2 separate regions of the Mus musculus genome follow, and region 2 is linked to region 1. A link is a contact called in public HiChIP or PLAC-seq data. All regions are on one chromosome and are shown on one strand. Each heading gives the region's core, a stretch centred on a gene start, on an enhancer-like site or on the middle of the called end of the contact. The rest is flanking DNA. Distances are from core to core; before and after follow the strand shown.

What was found. HiChIP or PLAC-seq counts read pairs in DNA pulled down with a chosen protein or histone mark.
Region 2: a contact with region 1 is called in an H3K27ac HiChIP or PLAC-seq map of acute myeloid leukemia, with 2.8 times the contacts expected there. The contact joins two enhancer-like sites. A contact is called at or near these places in 1 of 39 promoter capture datasets (the C10 cell line) and 4 of 115 datasets of contacts at active chromatin or transcription factors (acute myeloid leukemia, bone marrow-derived macrophages, embryonic limb bud and 1 more).

The regions. Positions count from the first base shown.
Region 1 is chr5:21,043,638-21,047,387 of GRCm38.p6, reverse strand. The region is part of intron 1 of Ptpn12 (protein tyrosine phosphatase, non-receptor type 12); the gene reads left to right. Among named protein-coding and RNA genes, the nearest start is that of Ptpn12, 10 kb to the left of the region's middle. Within about 2 kb of position 1,802, at least 52 of the 459 cell types and tissues checked have an H3K27ac peak or open chromatin away from gene starts, as enhancers often do. A contact at or near this core is called in acute myeloid leukemia, where this site is marked.
Region 2 is chr5:21,615,005-21,618,754 of GRCm38.p6, reverse strand. It overlaps Fbxl13 (F-box and leucine-rich repeat protein 13), which reads left to right. Exons shown (of 21, transcript NM_001199632.1): 6 at 1,458-1,567. Among named protein-coding and RNA genes, the nearest start is that of Fbxl13, 29 kb to the left of the region's middle. Within about 2 kb of position 2,099, at least 3 of the 459 cell types and tissues checked have an H3K27ac peak or open chromatin away from gene starts, as enhancers often do. A contact at or near this core is called in acute myeloid leukemia, where this site is marked.

The DNA.
Region 1 (3,750 bases), core at 553-3,052:
TCTGCATAATCTGATTCTGTGCGTGCTTAGAGATTGGGGGTTTATCTAGGTGGGGCACACCCCGTGTATCATGTACTGTTAAAGGTGTTGTGTTAATAAAGTACCCAATTTCAACTGTTTCTGGATTTAATAAGTAAAATCTAGATAATTGTCACTGTGGTTTCTTGTGAACTGGTGGATGTTTGGCATGTAATTACAAAGCAGTTCTTGCAGTCTTCCAGTGTCTCGTCTCCTTCAGTCTATTCCATGGATCGTTCTCTCTTTCCTAACATACATGAAAGTATCTTTAGGCCAAAGGGAACCATACTAGTGAGATGCACTTAATCTCTTCCTTCTTTCTTTTAATACATCCTTATAGAATGCATTGGAAAAATCATGGAAGCATGTTGTTTTCTTTGTTTGTTTGTTTGTTTGTTGCTATTTTGATATATTACTCTGTAGACCAGGCTGGCCTCAGATTCACAGAGATCTGCCTGCCTTTGCCTCAAGCACTGGGACCAAAGGCATGTGCCACTGATACATGATTCATTTTTATTATCTCTCTTCACCCTTATCTGGTCTACACAGGCTTTAGGACAGCCAGGACTACATACAGAGACCTTAACTCAAAAAGAAATAAGCAAACAAAAATTTTGTTTGCTTGTAGCCTAAACTGTCCTCAAACTTGCAGTAGTTCTGTCTCAGCCTCTTCAGTGCTGGAACTACAAATTTTCACCACCATACCATGACAATTAAAAGCTTAGAATCTTTACCTAAAGTGTAGAAGGGGACATGTACTTAACTCCCACTTCCTGGGATAAGTATATTAGTGTAGTTGATCTAGAAGCACGTGTTCTCCCCTGCAGAACTGAATGTTAGTACTATATAGGAAAAGGGCCTTTGATTAGATTTGAGTTGAAAATGTGCTAAAGTGAGCAAAGCGATATGCAGTTGTTCTGAACCACCACTCTTCACAAAGAGGCTGGAGTCCTTCAACAGGTTTCGTGTTCTTGTAGTGGCTAAAATGTGTAGATTTATGTAACTACTCACTGGCAGTTATCTCTCCTGAAACCACACAAAAATCTTGTTTCCGGGTATTAGGTAGTCAATGTGTATTGTGTTGCTAGCTCGTAGTAGATGGAAGAAACAAGCGGTAGTTGCTTTCAGAAGCTTTTCCTGGGGCTTGTGAGGCGGAGATCCTGTTACCAAGGGCTTTGGGGTTGAATATTACTCACATTTCATGTAGCAGGTATGTAGCACAGGCTGGCCTGGAGCTTAAGATAGCTTGCCTTGGCATTCCGAGTATGGGATTACAGGCACGCACCACTACTCAGTTCAGTAGAGTTCTTGAAGCTAGTGATTTTACTGATGCACGAAGTCCTGCTTTCTCTCTCTGCCCACTTGGTTCAGCTGATGCTTTCTTATTTGCAGGTTTGGAAATTGAGTCAAGTAGGGGAGTACTTGGGTAGCATGTGTGAAGCCTTAGGATTGGTTCCCTTCCAACACTAAGAAAGCAAAGTAATCAAAAAAACTTGGTTTTTGCTCTTTCTTTCTTTTCCTTTTGACACTGAGGATTCCTCCAAGGGCCTTGCATGATAACCCCATGATCTACTGTTGGGTTATACCCCTATTTTAGTTAAGAGTTTCTAGTACTGTGATGAAGCACCGTGACAAGCAGAAGTAACCTGGGAAGGAAAGGGTTGATTTCATTTTACAGTTTGTAATCTGTCATCCAGGGAAGTCAGGTCAGGAACTCAGGCAGGGCAGGAGCCTCAAGGCAGGAAATGATGCAGAGGCCAAAGGGGAGTGCTGCTAACTGGCTTATTCACTGTGACTTGCTTAATCTTTTTTATATCACCCAGGACCACCAGCCCAGGGGTAGCTATACCCATAGCAGGCTGGCCTTCCCACATTAATCGCTAATTAAGGAAATACACTACAGACTTCACCCACAGACCAATCAGTTGGGACATTTTCTTAATTTAGGTTAGGTAAGTCCAAAATGATTCTACCTTGTGTCAAGTTGACATAAAAACTAGCAAACACAAATACCCTACTACAAGCTTAGTGTTTTTCATTGCTTCTGTCAGATATGTTCAAAAATAACTCATTTTAAAATTACATTTGGGGCTGGAGAGAAGGCTCAGCGTTAAGAGCACTGACTGCTCTTCCAAAGGTTCTGAGTTCAAATCCCAGCAACCACATGGTGGCTCACAACCATCCTTAATGACATTTGACTCCCTCTCCTGGTTTGTCTGAAGACAGCTACAGTGTACTTACATATAAAATAAATAATAAATAAATAAAATTACATTTGAGGGACTAGAAAGATGGCCTGGTGGTTAAAAACACTTAAGGACCCAAATTCAGTTCCCAGTCAGTGCCCACATAGGATGGCTCATAGTTGCTCTAACTCCAGCTCCAGAGGAGTCAGTGCTCTCTTCTGACCTCTGTAGGCATGCACACCACATGTGTATACATTCACACAAACACACACACACAGAAGTGTCTGTTTAGAGACTGTATTTGAAGGCTGGGGAGATGACTCCATCTTGGCATGTAAGTAGGACCTGAGTTTAGCTCTCTGGCACCTATGAAAAAAATCCAGGCATAGTGGTGCACTAAGTAATCTCAGTACTAGAGAGGGAGAAGCAGAAGATCCCAGGAGCTCAGCCTTTCTAACCGGATCAGTGAGCTTCAGGTTCTGTGAGAGGGCCCTCCTCTGTCAGGAAAATAGATAGGAAGCAACCACATTCACCCACACACACATGCACATTCACATGCTCAAAGAAACTACATTTGAAAGTGTTTGTTAGTGGTGTGGGTAGGTTTAAGATTGCATTTGCCCTGAGAAGCACAGTGAGACAGGAAGGCGTTCATAGACCCTGTGCTACAGAGCTGTGAGGAGCCTTTCTAGGGCCTTTCTCCCTACCTTAAATAGGATGGCTTTACTTCTGGAGTCATAGAGCCTAGTGGTAAAGGAATTCTAAAACTAGAAGTTAAGGTACTTGTGATGAATCTTGAAAGGTGACTGGTTGGGTGTAACCAAAGTTACCAAATGAAAACAGAAGTTTTCCTTTGACATTGTGCTGCATAGGCTAATATTTGCTCATATTAGTTACAAAACATTAATAAAGCCTCCCCAAGTGGAGCATAATTATCTTGAAATTTTTACAAAAACCTTTATTTGATGTTAATAGCCTACCCCTCAAACTAGGTTAAGATTGTAAGGGGAAAAAGCATTACCTGGATGACTCGGCATGTCAGTGCTCCTGTCTGTGGTCTCCCATGTCTGTCTGACGGACGCTTTTTACTTGGCTTTAGTTCTCGGGACTCCTCTTTGCCCATTTCTGCTGAATAAGGGCACCCTTTACTAAACCTTACATTAACTAATCTGTTCTGAGGTTAAGGAAAGAGCTCAGCACGCCTAGAACTTTCTGATACCTCACGTCCAGGTTGCTGAGAATACAATACACTCGGCAGTGAGGCGGGTTCTGTTTAAGTGTGAGAGGTTGGTCAAGGTGAGAACTTATTCATCTGTAGATGAAAGAAACTTCTGAATAGAAAGGGAGGGATGTTCTACTAGGAAGGCAGCCCAGATTAGTGTATAGTATAATACATGATCTTTTCTAAAACCAAACTTGAAAAAACAATTTGGCGGTTTCACCCCTCGCTAGCCACCTTTCCATTACTGGAACAGGTATGTGAGGTAGTCACCTCTTTATTAAAAGAGAAAAATGGAACTTGTTTTTGCAGTACATGTTGCTGAGC
Region 2 (3,750 bases), core at 850-3,349, 570 kb before region 1:
AGAATTTCCAAGTATTAAGTCTAAAATATGATTCTCAAAGTAGTACCCTTAAAATGAACAAATAATAGCATAGATTTATAGCATTTGAATATTTTATAATATACTTGTATCATGTGATGTCTTAAATGTCTAAGAAATATTCTAATTTGGTTTAGAAGATATATAATCTAGTAATAGTAAGTGATATAAAAATGAGGAATTAAAAAAGAAACCACGCTCATTCCTTCCAGAATGTTCTAACTTCATACTCATTACAACTTAAGTGATACAAGCTAAGATTGTATACATTTACATGTATAGAAACATAATTTTTATAGGTAACAACTCAAGAAAAAGCATTTAAATGAAAATGAGTGGAAGAAATGAGAGTGTAGCAGATGTGGGATTGTGAACGCACATACACATCTCAGCTGGTAACAGCAGCCTAACTCAACTAGTAGAGTTCTGGCTTCTCAAAGAGCTTAGATTCTAGAACAAAATTATGATGTTCAGTGAGGTTCCAACCCATTGGCAGGTATAGCAACAAACAAACAAACAAACAAGGCTTTAAATTTTCACCTGTGATGCTGAACACTGTTAGCTGCTGTGTTTTGTTCTGTTTGCATAACATTCAAATGAAAAACAGCATTGTCAAACTTTAAATGTCAGAAGTATTCATGCACCATTCAGATACCCATTTTTAGTTGAAAAGTGAAGTAAAATAAAAAGCTAACACAAACTCTGAACCTCAACTTCAGAGAGAAAAAAAGAGTGCCTGCAGCCAGGTACAGTCAGGTGCAGTCAGATGCAGCCAGTGCTGCCAGGGGTAACCAGTACAGCTAGGTGTAACAGATGCAGCCAGTGCTGCCAGGTGTAACCAGGTGCAGTCAGATGCACGAGGTGTAACCAGTGCAGCCAGGTGTAACAGGTGCAATCAGATGCACCAGGTGTAACCAGTGCAGCCAGGTGTAACCAGGTGCAGTCAGATGCACGAGGTGTAACCAGTGCAGCCAGGTGCAGATGAGGAGCTTGCCTGCTCTCCAGCCTGTTTGTGTTTCCTGGCTCCCTGTGTTTGGGTTCCGGACCTCTGATTCACATGCATCAGGAAATCTATTTGATCTAGAACTTATAATTCAAAGTCATTGGCTCTGATTACTACCTGGTGATTGTGTTTCTATGAAATGCTTAGAACTCTGAGTTTTGTAAAAGGTTAATTTGTTTAGTTTAAAAAAATATATGCATGTTTGTTTATATGTTTATATATATTTATTATATCTAAATTTCAAAGGGCAAAGAGGATATTTACATATTTAAAAATATTGCATATTTACATATTTAAAAATCCTTGGAGAACTATCTAATGCTATCAAAAGTAATTAATTTTAGTGTGATTAAAATGAAACACAAACTGTCAGATACATCAGTTCATAGTGTTTTTGGAAATAGCTTTAACCACATGTGATGCACATTTCCTGCAGCTACACTGCTTCGGTTGCGACATTTGTTCTATATGCAAAGACAAAGAATTATACTAGCAAAATGGAAGGAGAGAGCCAGACACAAGAGTAAAACAAGAGAAGACGACTTGGTATGATATTAGATGCTATTTGTTTTAAAGAAGGAAAAAAATCATTTCAATATTTGTTCATGTATATTGATAAAGACACTGTAAGTGTCACAGTTCTTGGGGGAAAGGTATCTTGGCATTTGGGAGCCAAGGAATACCACAGAGTCACACACCGCACCCCAAACCCTCACACAGGAGATTTACTGGCAGGGAAGAACCTAGGTGGTGGTTGCCTCTGCTCAGGTGAGAAGTAGCAGAAGTCAGGGTTTATATAGGATTTCTTGGGTTGAGTGGGTGTTGCTTTCCAGGGCGAGGATTGGTGGGATTTCAGGTCTTTTTACTCTGTAGGGAGGGCCTGGGTCCGATCATTAGTGCAGTTAGTGTGTTCTGTGGGTGGAACCTGGCCTTGGAGGTCCTCAGAGGAGGGGCCTGCCTCATGTGTCTCCAGGGGATTACATTCATCCCCATTTGTGTTTATTATTGATAAACAGTTGGGGTTGCGAAAGGGGCAATGTTATCATTGCCCTATTTCCTGCTGAGTGTGAGTGTAGAAGGCCTTTGGGCAAAGTTGATGTTGTAGGCTGGGTATTATCAGGAGTCAACCACCCCAATAACTAGGGGTGGGTAATCCTGTAAAAGCAACTGATTAAAAAGTCTGGTTAAAAAGCATTTGGACCTGTCTGTTGCTGAAGAAATCTATACAAAAAGGAAGTTTATAAAGTGGGGCACAAGTAGGAGTAAGAAAAGGAGGAGGGGCTGCATTAAGAAAGGTGACACCGAATTCTATATTGGATTGTCAAAGAGCCACTGGCCAGGAGAACAGAGCTGATTCTTATGATTTTGGAGTTCTGTCTGGCGTTGTCTGCTCATGTCTTTTACTATACCCGACTGGTTGACATAGAAGAAACGTTCCTCCCAGAGGAAAAGCCAAAGATCACCTCTCTCTCAGCTGTTAGTAAATCTAATCCTTACTGATTTTGTAGTAATATGGTGGCCAGTGAGTCTATTTGGCTCTAGAAGGTAAGGATGGTTTGAGCCACCCGTTGGAGCCAAAGATGTAATCAGCCCTACCACAGCTGTGGTGGTGCTATCAGTTAGACCCTGGAACAGAAGAGAGATAGGATCTCAACCTCTTGTTCATCATACCATGCCACCCTGAACCCCGTGAAAAAGGAACATCAGGGTGCAAGTCCCAGACTACCTATCAGGTAGGCAGTGGAAAGTCTGAGTGACACAGAGGATTGAAGAATTGTAAATGTTTGGACAGAAGGGCAGGGTGGCAGTGCTCAGGGTCAAAGTATTATTACAGTCTAAAGGATCCAGTGTGCCCACAAAAGTATGTCCCCGAGGAGTTAAAACAGTTTGCAATACCAAAGACAGAGGTGTGAGAGAGATGAGGAGTAGAAATAGGAAGAGGATGGGTGTTGTGGACAACCATTTCAACATTGCCAGCTAGATATGCCTGTTTTGGGTACCACTGCCACTGTTACTGCCATACTTGTAATCACTTTGTGTACTAAGCTAGTGTTGTGATCATTGCCCTTTGCTTGATGATTGATGTTCTAACAGTGGAATGGTTGATTGCACACAACCAGCATTCTTTCTTTACTTATTCTGATTGTCTCTGAGAAAAAAACAGGGTTCTTTTAATCCTGATGTTTGACATGCTCTGGTTGCTACATAGTATGTATTAGCAATATATTATTATCGTTTATATATTATAGTTAACTGAATGTTTAGGAATTAATTCCCCCCTAGCTATACAATTTATTGGCGGACAGTCATTCTGCAGTCGGTGAGTGAGAGTAACAGGTATGTGCTGGGAACAGAGGCAAATGTTAGCTATGTGTGCTGGCTTCCCAGTATGCGCCCATCCTATAAATACCTCTACTAAAATTGTGTATGTGGGTTTGTGAGAAGTGTGTGTAAAATACTCACTAACCCATAGAAGCGTTTTCTTGTTACATAGTCTTCAGGAACTGTGTCAGTTAAAATGGGACTTGCCATAATGGTTAGTCAGTCAGGACTCTGGCGTGTGTTCTTTGACTTCTCCTCTCTCAGTTGTCTCCCCACTAGCACATTCATTCAGTGACTCCAAATACTAGTGATTCCACTGCTGGGATCTCTTCTTTGTGGCCCACGGCTCTCCTCTCTAGAAGAGGAGATGACACCAGGTCTTTCAGGGGCGGCCTGTGCCAATACTT